Linked DNA regions of Mus musculus: region 1 is linked to region 2. A link is a contact called in public HiChIP or PLAC-seq data. All regions are on one chromosome and are shown on one strand. The core of a region is the stretch at or near the end of the contact, and the rest is flanking DNA. Distances in the headings are between cores, read along the strand shown. Region 1 overlaps Vstm4 (V-set and transmembrane domain containing 4). Region 2 holds the start of Tmem273 (transmembrane protein 273).

Region 1 (5,510 bases), core at 2,949-5,448, 150 kb after region 2:
CTATCTATCTATCTATCATCTATCTATCTATCTATCTATCTATCTATCTATCTATCTATCTATCTATCTACCTACCTATCTATCATCTATCTTGATTGTATTTTAAACCTGAAAGCCACGTGCCTATGTTTTATCGAAGCTTAGAACTCAGTTGTGTGTGATAGTAGAGCCCCAGAGGGATTGAAAGAGAGAAAGGAGTTCATGAGGGACAGTTCTGGGCCTTCTTCCTAAGGTAGGAGACAGCTCTGGGAGCATTTTTTAAATGATGACAGGATGGTTTTCTTTTATTGTCTTAATCAATTCACACAATTAAATGCACATTCTGGGCTGGGAAGATAAATTTGCCAGTAAATTTCTCATCTTGAAAGCCTTGAGGCTTGAGTTCAACTCCCAGAAACTGACATAGAAGGCAAACATTTGTACACACATGTAACCCAGACGCTGAGGGCCAGGCAGGACAGAGATGGGCAGATGCCCCAGTCACAGCCAGCTAGTGTAATCAATTAGTGAACTCTGGGCTTAGTGAGAGCACTAGTCTTAAAAGGATACTTTGTAGAACAATAGTGAAGACTCTTACTGTCAATCTCAGGCTTTTATGTGTACCTGCATACAGATGTACATACACATATACTATACATGCATACAAGTTCACATACACATACACACACAGTCAGACGTGGTGCAGCACATTTTTAACCAGCTTGATTGCAGTGTGAGGCAGAGACAAACAGATCCCTGAAACTCACTGGCCATCTAGCCTAGCTAAGTCAGTGAATTCTGGGTTTTTGTACATTTGCACAAGCCAACCAGAGACAATACCCTTCTGGGCTTATTTCATTTTGTCCTGCTACTGAACACTTACTGGATGGAGCCATGAAGGTATTTGAAGAAGTAACTAGAGGCTGGAATCAAATACCAAGTCTGCTATGTACTAGCACTGGTCACAAACAGGTGTTTGTCTTTGTTTCTGTACATGCAGTATAAAGGTGACTACAAGAGTCCCTTCTGCATAGGGCTATCATCACACCAGGAGCTATTAGGTTCTATTGTCACAGTCTAATGGAAAAAGACACAAGATAAAGGATGGAACTTTATAGTGCCAAGGAGCACTACATGCTGTGACAACAGCAGAGTCAGGCAGGGAGCAAGGAAGGACTGTGTTTGATGAGGAAGATATCACATTCACCCTGGTACATGAGAGAGTCTTCTTGGCAGAGGAAATGGCATGAACACAGGGCTCAAAGCCATCCCTCAGTGCAAAGCACTGCCCAGCTGTGCCCACAAAATGCACAGAGACTAGTATGACTGGAACTCTGGTCTGCAAGGAGGACACATGGAGCGAGCTCAGGAGAGGCCCAGGACACGATCCTGAGAGCCTAATAAGGACACTGAGTCTTCATGTGAGCATTACAGGTCACAGATGACAAGCCTGCTCTAGGCAATGCTTTAACATGTTATTTAGCAAGGTTATATCACATACTTCTACAACACACACACACACACACACACACAAGGTATATTTAGTACTAACAGTAACTGTAGGACACACACATAACACTTCCTGCAGTTCTGGGAAGAATTCCTCTGTGGGTATCACATGAGTCAATGCATCCAGTCCTTGAATGCCATCCAATAAGAGGCATTGTAGAAGTCCTATATTGTAGCTGAACTGAGAAAACACAGGCATAGAGGGCTTAGATGCACTGTTCACTGGAATACAGCTTATGATGGCAGCCTTCTTGTTTCTGAGAGCAAGGCTCCTGAGCACCAACCACCATAGAGACCCTTGTGTGATTCAGTGACGGGGCATGTGAGGATCGGGTTAAAAGTCTCATTCTTGGGTTATGTCTTGATTGAAGCAGATAAGCAAACACTCTTTTTCTAGGCGAAAGCATCCTCTAGAGTGGCTGCCTGTAAAATCACTTTGGGAAGGCACCAGGGATACCGCATTCCTGGTTCATGTGGAAAGAAGATGAACAATTACATCAGCTTTTGGAGCAGTCACTGTGCAGCCAGGAGAGGCTTCAAGTATGGGAGCCTCACTGAGACCATTATATATAATCATATTTCTGTTCACACAATATGGCTTGTAAACTCTAGAGGCATCCATCTGTCAATCTTTAAAATCTTGAGCCTATAAGCTTTATCCTTGGTCTTTCTATGCTGGCTTCAACATGTTACCTAGATAGATGGTACCTTGTGACTGTCCCAATACATGTTAGCTTGGGTGTGTGGCCTTCCATCTTATTGAACATACACTGAGGATGTCCTTTAATAAATGCCCGTTGAACTCCTTGGATTCAAAAGCATTGTGTGAATTTGTTTGGCTGGGGACATCCTGGCCAGTCCATCCAGTCTGAGATGTTAATGAACTTCAATAGGTGAAATCCTTGTCTCCACTTCTTTCTTGAGTTCAGACTTTTCTGTTTTCTGTAGTCCTAAAGCACATTGAACTACTGGCCCTCAGACCATAAGTAAGCATACAGAGGTTGGAAATCGAGGTGAGAAACACAGATATGACTCCCAGGCTGAGGCAACAGAGCAAGTGGGTATTACATGCCGTGGAGACTTTTAGGTCTCTTGTGTCTCTGGACCTGGCTCAGAGAGTAGGATGATTTCTGGTGAGCAGTCATAGCTCTATGCTGGCTTTGGGAATAGAAAATATTCAAGGCTTTGAAGCTGTTGGTCCACCTGGACCTCTGGTGCCAGCACCACCAATCATCTCAGAGGTTACTAGCATACTCTTTCCCTGGAACAGAGATCCTCTACTCCAAAGAGTCCATGAACTGACCTGGCAATTGACTCATAGTCACCTGAGCTTCTCCAGTTCTTCCCATTCACCCTCAACTTCATCTCGCAGCCATGTAGCATGTATTCCCCACATACGCCGGCCACAGCAGAGCCTACTTCCTTATCATCTGCACCCATACAGGTCAGAGGTGGACCAGCTCCCGTCTGGAAGCCTCATGTCTTGAGTGAAAATGGAAGTAAGAACCTGGAGGCTTTCTGAGGATTCTTCCCTGTCCCTTTATTACCTTCTCTCATTGGTGGCAGTTCTGTGTGGCTGTCCTTGCAGAGCCTTGTGCTGTGTGTCCTTGGGTCTTCCACCTCTCCACACCAACCTGTCCGATGAGAATGAGACAGGCCCTGCCCTTCATCCTCAGACCCAGCCTTTGTAGCTCACACTGCCTGCTGTGTGATGTGAGTCTCTATCCAAGCCTCATGCAGTTGACCTAATGGTCCTTCGCTCCTTTCCCCATTGGAGTCTGATGCCTGCTTCTAGGGAAAAGGACTGCTGTCTACCTGTCTGACTCTCTTAGATTCAGAGTGTGTGCTTCCAACCATGAGCATTACCTTGTGCCAAGATATTGTATTGCTCATGTGCTTTTCCCAGGGGCCAGGTTCCAGGCAGGATGGAGACTTCTGAACCCATAAGTGCCTGATACCATAAAACGGTTTTCTGCCATTTTTTGTTTGGTTTTTGGTACAGGCCATCCTAGCCTCAAATTCACCACTCCCCTGTTACCACATCCCAAGTGCCGGGAATATGGGCATGTTAGCACTCCCCGAAGCCTTCTGCTTTTAACAGCTGTTTACGTGTCTGTGACATGAGTGTGACTGTTGGCCCACCTCACATGGCAAAGGTGAGAACAGAATGGGATAGTGAAAGTTACTTACCAATGCACTGCTGAGTTCTGTTCCCCAAAGGACCAAGTCTCAGCCAACACACCGAGCTACCTCCCAAAGCCACTCTGGACCACTTAACTCTTCTGTCTCAGAAAAAGAAATATTTCTTTTTATTAGTTTTCCTCTTCTATTTTTATTTTAAAACACACCAGAAAACTCTAGATCCTTTTTGCATAAATACCAATGTGTATGCCTGGAAGCAACCCCAGCCACTCAACAGGGCCAAGTTTATGTCCAAGGCATGTTGGCTGCGATATGGTCATATTCTCCCCTCCTGAGCATGGATGTTCAGAGTCCAGAGTCTCTGGGTGGACCCTGGGAGAGCAAGATGTGTTAGACGCTTAGCTGCAGCATTCTCGCTGGCCATGGTTGTGTGCCGGGGCTTCAGGGAGACTGTGTTTCTCTAGTTCCTTCTCTGTTGAATAAAAAATGAGCACTTGAAGGAAGAAGAGGAAGTCTGCTGCTGACGATTCTTGTGGTCTCTTGGGGAAGTGGATCCCTGATTCTGCAACTCTGTAGAACTCCATCTCATGTTGGAGTGCTAAGGTGACGTGAGCGCAGAGCTCCCATGTCCTGGGTATCGATCGGCTGCTGTGGTAATAGTATTACCTGGCTGAACTCTTCACACTGGCAACGGGCAGCCGTTGCAATTGCATTTCTCTCTTATTCCTGCAAAGTTAATTCGACATGCACATCCAGCTGCACTCTCTGCTAGAAAGTATTGTTTTGCAGGAGTCTGCATAAGAGATCATTAAATCTCTGCTTACCCAGAAGAGAAACTTTCAGTTGACTCCATGGAAACCCTTGCACAAGATGAAATCCCCAGAATGTGCACATTAGGAGCCTGAAGCATGTGTGCTGTGAAGAGATGCGTAGCTTACGGATCTCCTGAGGTCGGTTTTCCTGGTGTCAGCAGTCGGGCGGTCTCTTCCCCTCTCGTGTACTTTCCATAACCACCACCCTAAACTGGGGCAGAGACTGGCTTAAATTAGAGCTGAGAGAGGCAGCCTACACTGGTTCTGTGGTCCTAGCTCCTCACCACTGGTGAAGTAGATGAATGAGGCTAGGCAAGCCATAGCAGGCTCCGAAACTTTCATTCACCCTTACACCTAGGATGCAAAGACTTCCTCGTTTATCCAAACTGTAGCCTGGGTGATCATGGGACATCATGTGGTGTGTGGCTCTGTAGTCAGCAATGACAACTTGGATTTGAGTCTAGGATTAGTGGGTTCCCCAAGGATGAGGCATTATGTGCCCCCTAACACCTACTAAAAAGAGTAAAGAAGAACTAAGAGACATTAAGGAAGTGGAGCTTGTGAAGTGCATCCTCCTTAGATGGGAGGGCAGGCAGTACCCTCTGGATGATTGGCAGTTTCTTAAGAGCTAAACAGACATTTGCCGTATGACCCAGATGTCCCACTCTGAGATACTTACTCTGGAAAAACAGGGAAAATCCCACAAAAGTCTCCTAAAAGTGCAGGTTTATAGTAGCACCTGCTATGACCCAGCCACATGGCTCCCTGGCTGCCTCAGGGTTTTCCTGAGGTCGGAGACCAGGCACTGCCATCATTTCCTCTGCCACCCTGAACACATGGGCTCAATCTTCATTCTGGCTGCCTCAGTGGAGGGAGGGAAAGAGAGGGGGGGAGGGGGAGGAGAGGGGGAGAGGGGGAGAGGGGGAGGAGGAGGAGGAGGAGGAAGAGGAGGAAGAAAGGAGAGAAGGAAGAAGAGGAAGAGGAGAAGGAGGAAGAAACCAGACTGGAGAGGTGCTTCTGACCCATGTCCCACTGCCTGGCCCTGCCTCCCATAAATTCAGCAGGGTC
Region 2 (5,220 bases), core at 435-2,934:
CGTAAGTGTCACGTCCTCAGAGAGCACTAGGCCCAGGAGGAAGGGCTACCATCGTTGGCTGACACTTAGAGGTTTAACATGAGAGCCCAGTGGGTGGCTCACCCTCTGCCAGCTCAGTTAGAGGCTCCGGACTTGTCACTATGTGGATCGAACATTTAAAAAGTAACATTGCTTATCTACCGTACTTGGAGCCTCACATCAGCTCGATGAGCCGGGAGAGGCAACCCAACGAGAGTTCTGGGAACTTGAGTGGAAAAAAATGACTTTTGCATTCTCTGACCTTGAAGGGAAGCCTAGCACCTCCCTCCCACCAGTGCAGAAGTGAGCGGCACATAAACCGCAGAGATGTTATCACGTGGTGACTGCTATGAGCAGGGGTCATGTGAAAAGAGTTATAAACTCTTCCTAGCCATATAAAGCACACACAATCCAGGTATTTTATTTACATGCTGTAAGCCAAGATTGGGCAGGTTTTGGAGCTATTTAATTTACATCCCAGTCATATGTCCCTTGTTATTTGCTGTTTCTCCTGGCTACGTGTTCATGGTCTTTCTCCTCTTGTGGCTGCTTCCTCCCCCTTCTGTGTCCTTTCTTCTTCTCTCTGTCTTTATCTGAAACTCCTAGCCAGGTAACTGAAAACCCGCCTACCTCTATCTACTGCCCAGTCACAGTATTTTATTGGCCAATTAGCTTGGAGGGCAAGGATACATAGCATCATCTGGTGTATGTGAGGATCTCCACGTTGGGTGGCAACCAGATCTTGGGGGCCAGTATTTAGTATTTGAATACACAGCAGCATGAGACCAACCCCTTATAGGGCTAGGGATTGGCCCCTCATACCGCCACCCTTGCAAACAGCTGAATGAATACCATTAGAAAGTGTGTGCCTGCCCTTTAATCTGTGAACATATCCTGTTGTTTGCTGTGTGGTAAGAAGCAGACATACTTCTTTAGCATGAAGAACCTTCTAAGAACCATTTCAATATCCATCCATGTCTCAGTGCTCCTGACTTATTTTATAAACCTTGTCTACTTGAGTGTGGATGTCTGACACTTACATAGCTGGGTCTGTTTGCACACATCTGCAATCACTGCATGAAAAAGGCCTCAGCAAGAGATCAAGAATTTAAGTCTAACCTGGTCTACACAATAAGCTCTCTCTGGGAAAAACAAAACAAGACAAAAAACAAACAAAAAACAGGCATCAAGGCTGCAGCCCAGAGACAAAGGTCTCACATGCCTTAGGGGCTGGTTGATATTAATAGCATCAGAAAGGTTTCTGAGAAGAGGGTAACAGGCCTCCCCAGATTCCAAAGAACCAATGACTTATCACAGAGTTGTGTTGAGGGAGAGGAGGTGGTTCCAGCCCCAGGCATTAGAGGCTACTCTAAAATCTGGCTTTCTGTACAGACCAGAGCAGGCAGCATTCTCCTTTAAGACCTACCAGCAGGGGTCTTTGGGCAAGAAACCAAAGTGATGCTTCAGTGTTGGAGATCTGGGGAGAGAGCCAGAGGAGGACTTGCGAGCTTTAGCATCCAGTGGTACACCCTCCTGGGCACACATGAACTCTCTCCCACTCGCCACTAGGCAGAGCCCAAATAACAGGAACTTCCTTCACCCCTGCCTGCAAAGGGCCAAGAAGAACCCACAGTCTTTGGCTGTGGCTGTAGCTTCCTTCCTTGTCAGTCACGTGGGGGCTTAGCTCCCATCCCTGGAGCCTGGGGTCAGACAGCTCACTTGCTTCATCTCAAGGAGTCAGGACAGACACCACTATGAGCTCTGGGGTCCCATTACTGAGAGTCCTCCTCTTCCTCTTAGGTAAGTGAAGGCAGATAGTAGAAATGGAGTGGGTGTTACCCTTTGCCAGCCTGGGAGCCCAGTGAGTTTAAACTGTAGATGAGACACCCATGGGCTTCCTTCTGAATTGTGACACATCCCTCGGGCTAGATGGCCTTGCTGACTTGGGTGGGATAGTGGGCAATATCCCCATTTCAGTTTAGATGCTGCTTACAAGCATGCTGGGCTGAGGGAGGAGAGGGCTGAGGGGGGTGCAGAGGAAGAGCTCCAGGCTTGGCTAAAGGACAGTCTGCTTCAACTGTGGCTTCATTCCTCCCAAACCGGAACATGCTTCTGGCACCCTGAGCACCCTGAGTTTCAGCTTCTGACCTAACGAAGTGGAAGATAGTGTTCCCTTCATAGGCTTGTGAGAGAACTGAGTTAAGCTTAATCGATCCAAGTCAAGATAATTGCCTAGAAGAGACAGGCTGGTGGGGCTGCCCCATTCCTGGTGATGACTGTGTGCGGAGTAGAGCGGGCAGAGGAATGGCCAATAGAGTAGACCCAGAAGCATTTTTGTTTGTTTGTTTTAAAGCACTTGTTTTTGGCCAAGCATTGAAAGGTGGAAGGAAGGAGAGAAGCGGGAGTAAGGTGGGCAAGGACTGGGAAGAAATAAAAAGTCAGGCATAGAGAGGAAGAAACGTGGTAAAGTGAGAGGAGCTACAAGATTGCTAGAAGTACGCAGAGACACTGAGAGCAGCGGCTGCGGGGAGGAGGGCTACTTCGCAAAGTGCCCTTGGCGTCAACTGTGCTTCTTCGGAAGGCAGCACTCATATGCTTTAAGATGCCTTTTCCAGAAAACTGAACAAAACCGAAAAGCAAGCAGTCTGCCTCCTAATGGTTTCTTGAGTCTGCAGGTGTGGCCTGAATCCGGTACACAGACAAGATTACCGTAGCAGGTATCCACGAGCGAGCACCCGCACCGCGAAGGGGCAGCACAATAAATACCTGGGTCTTTGGTATTGGCATGTTGCGACAGACCCCTCTCATCCACTCGTGGATGTTGGTTCCTGACAGCGACAATGAGGAGGTCGCAGGGACCAGCAAGCAGTGAATAAGGGTGCGCAGGACAACCAAACTCAGTATCGTTGCCAGGCAAAGGGCCAGAAGCCAACAGAGTCTCTAACCTCACTTTCTTTCTGCTTTGGGCCGACAGAAATACAGGCCGCTCCATCGTGGGGAATCTGGGGTAGGGGTCGAATTTAAAAACGAAGAATAAAGTAAAATGATATAAACAGACAATTCACTGAAAAATTGCAGACAGTAAGCCTTTTAAGATGCTCCGTCTGACAAACCCAAAGAGAAGTAATAGCGTGTGGCATATTTTGGTGCTTCTGAGGTGCAAAGTACTGGCTAAAGTCAGTCCCCACAGTGTCATGGAAAGACATCCTGGTACTGCAATCTCTGGGTGCCCTTTTAAGCTCTGGGGCCCAGTCATTCTGCTCTTAAATGCTTTCACATAAAGGTAGGGCATAGAGAGGACCGCGAGGCAGCTCTAGACTTCCAGCATGTTACTTTTTGTTCTGTTTTTTGCAAGCACAGAGAAATAAGGCAGTCATCTTCTCTGTGCCAGTTTCCTCGTCTATCAGTTGAGGCTAATGATCTGTCCTACTTCCTTCCCATGGTATGGTGGTTGAGAGGTTTCTTAGCAGCGTGTCTGACTCCTGGTGTACGCTCAGGACCAGGCATTAGGCACACTCACTGATTCCACTTCACAGAGGCTATTGGGAGGGGAAAGGAAGCTGTTCACAACTTTTGACCCAGAAATTCCTTGTCAAAGAATTTACTCTAAAGAAATAATGAGGGTAAAAGCTTCCCAAAAACGTTTAACAGGATGTTACTCAGCACAGGAGGAATTTCAATTAAGGGATTGCTCAGATCAGATTGGTCAGTGGCCGTGTCTATGGGGAATTGTCTTGGTTGTTGATTGGTGTGTGTGTGTGTGTGTGTGTGGTGTGTGTGTGTTGGGTCTCAGCTAACTGTGGGTGGTGGTACCCTTGAGCAGGTGGTCTGGGTTGGGTCAGAAAGCTGACCAGCATGAGGTAGAAGCTGGCCAATAAGCAACTTGATAAAAAGTTGATTGATGTGGGTCATGATGCTCATCACAGCAGCAGAAAAGTGAACTAGAACATCATCTAAGATACATTTTAAAACTCACCTTTAAATGGATTGCATCATTCAAAAATAGACTGTATCTGTGTGTGCATCTTAATGAAAGGGTCTAGTTTTATTTTTCTGTGTGTAATACAAACACTCCTAACGTTTGCTTTAGTCTTTCATTTAGAACCTTTTGGCAATGCTGCCTCCATTCAGGCCCCATCTAGCAGACATAAAAGCTGCCTGTTCTGGGCCATGGTTCTGGATCTGACTGCATTTGGTCATCTTCATAATGATTTGATACAATAGCTTATGTATCGTTGTCACTTCTCAGGAAGGTTGTACACACTGCTTGTTGCTGTTAGAATCTTCCTGACTCTGAGTGCCCCTTCCTCTCTCGATGAAGCTTTTCCTCAAAAGCATGGTGAACCCACTTCCCGAGAGCTAACACCTCAGAACCACCCCGGGGGCCTCATCCACCTCTCCAAACCAGCCCCAAGTGGGAGTGTTCTTGTAACCATGCCCATTTGGACAGACGAGGAGAGGGGAGCATACAACACAGAAAGGGCTTCTTGGAGGTCAGAGGTCAGGTAGGCGGCATTGCGCAGATTTGAAATGGGGCATTTCAATATTTTAAAACTGTGCATTCAGAGCTGAGAATGAAAAAGGTGTCACCATGAAAACACTCTGAGTGGTGTTCACTCAGACTGCTTCATTCAAATTTCCATTCCAAACTTACAGAAAAGAGCCAACAATAAGGAGTTTGCATACACTCTCAAGGGTTGAGTTTGAGAACAGTTCACCCCTTTGCTTTATCTGTCTTTCTTTCTGTGTGTCTTACCGTGTGTACTGGCTAGTTTTGTGTGTCAACTTGACACAGCTGGAGTTATCACAGGGAAAGGAGACTCCCTTGAGGAAATGCCTCCATGAGATCCAGATGTAAGGCATTTTTCTCAAATCCAGTGGGGGAGGGCCCCTGGTGGGTGGTGCCATCTCTGGGCTGGTAGTCTTGGGTTCTATAAGAAAGCAAGCTGAGCAAGCCAGGGAAGCAAGCCAGTAAGAAACATCCCTCCATGGCCTCTGCATCAGCTCCTGCTTCCTGACCTGCTTGAGTTCCAGTCCTGACATCCTTTGGTGATTAACAGCAATGTGGAAAGTGTAAGCTGAATAAACCCTTTCCTCCCCAACTTGCTTCTTGGTCATGATGTTTGTGCAGGAATAGAAACCCTGACTAAGAAACCGTGTAAGCCATTTGTAGCCAGACTGTATAACATCAAGGGTCCTCTA

Evidence for each region. HiChIP or PLAC-seq counts read pairs in DNA pulled down with a chosen protein or histone mark.
Region 1: an H3K27ac HiChIP or PLAC-seq map of microglia shows a contact between it and region 2, with 4 times the contacts expected there. The contact joins the enhancer-like site here to the promoter of Tmem273 in region 2. A contact is called at or near these places in 8 of 39 promoter capture datasets (the C10 cell line, HPC-7-derived erythroid cells, cranial neural crest and 3 more), 2 of 484 Hi-C or Micro-C datasets (embryonic fibroblasts and nephron progenitors), 3 of 115 datasets of contacts at active chromatin or transcription factors (bone marrow-derived macrophages and microglia) and 2 of 9 other capture datasets (adipose tissue and liver).

Annotation. Positions count from the first base shown.
Region 1 is chr14:32,927,758-32,933,267 of GRCm38.p6, forward strand. The region is part of intron 7 of Vstm4 (V-set and transmembrane domain containing 4); the gene reads left to right. Among named protein-coding and RNA genes, the nearest start is that of Gm36674, 15 kb to the left of the region's middle. Within about 2 kb of position 4,199, at least 25 of the 459 cell types and tissues checked have an H3K27ac peak or open chromatin away from gene starts, as enhancers often do. A contact at or near this core is called in bone marrow-derived macrophages and microglia, where this site is marked.
Region 2 is chr14:32,784,279-32,789,498 of GRCm38.p6, forward strand. Tmem273 (transmembrane protein 273) reads left to right here and starts at 1,685. Exons shown (of 5, transcript NM_001163616.1): 1 at 1,685-1,818. The coding sequence starts at 1,773.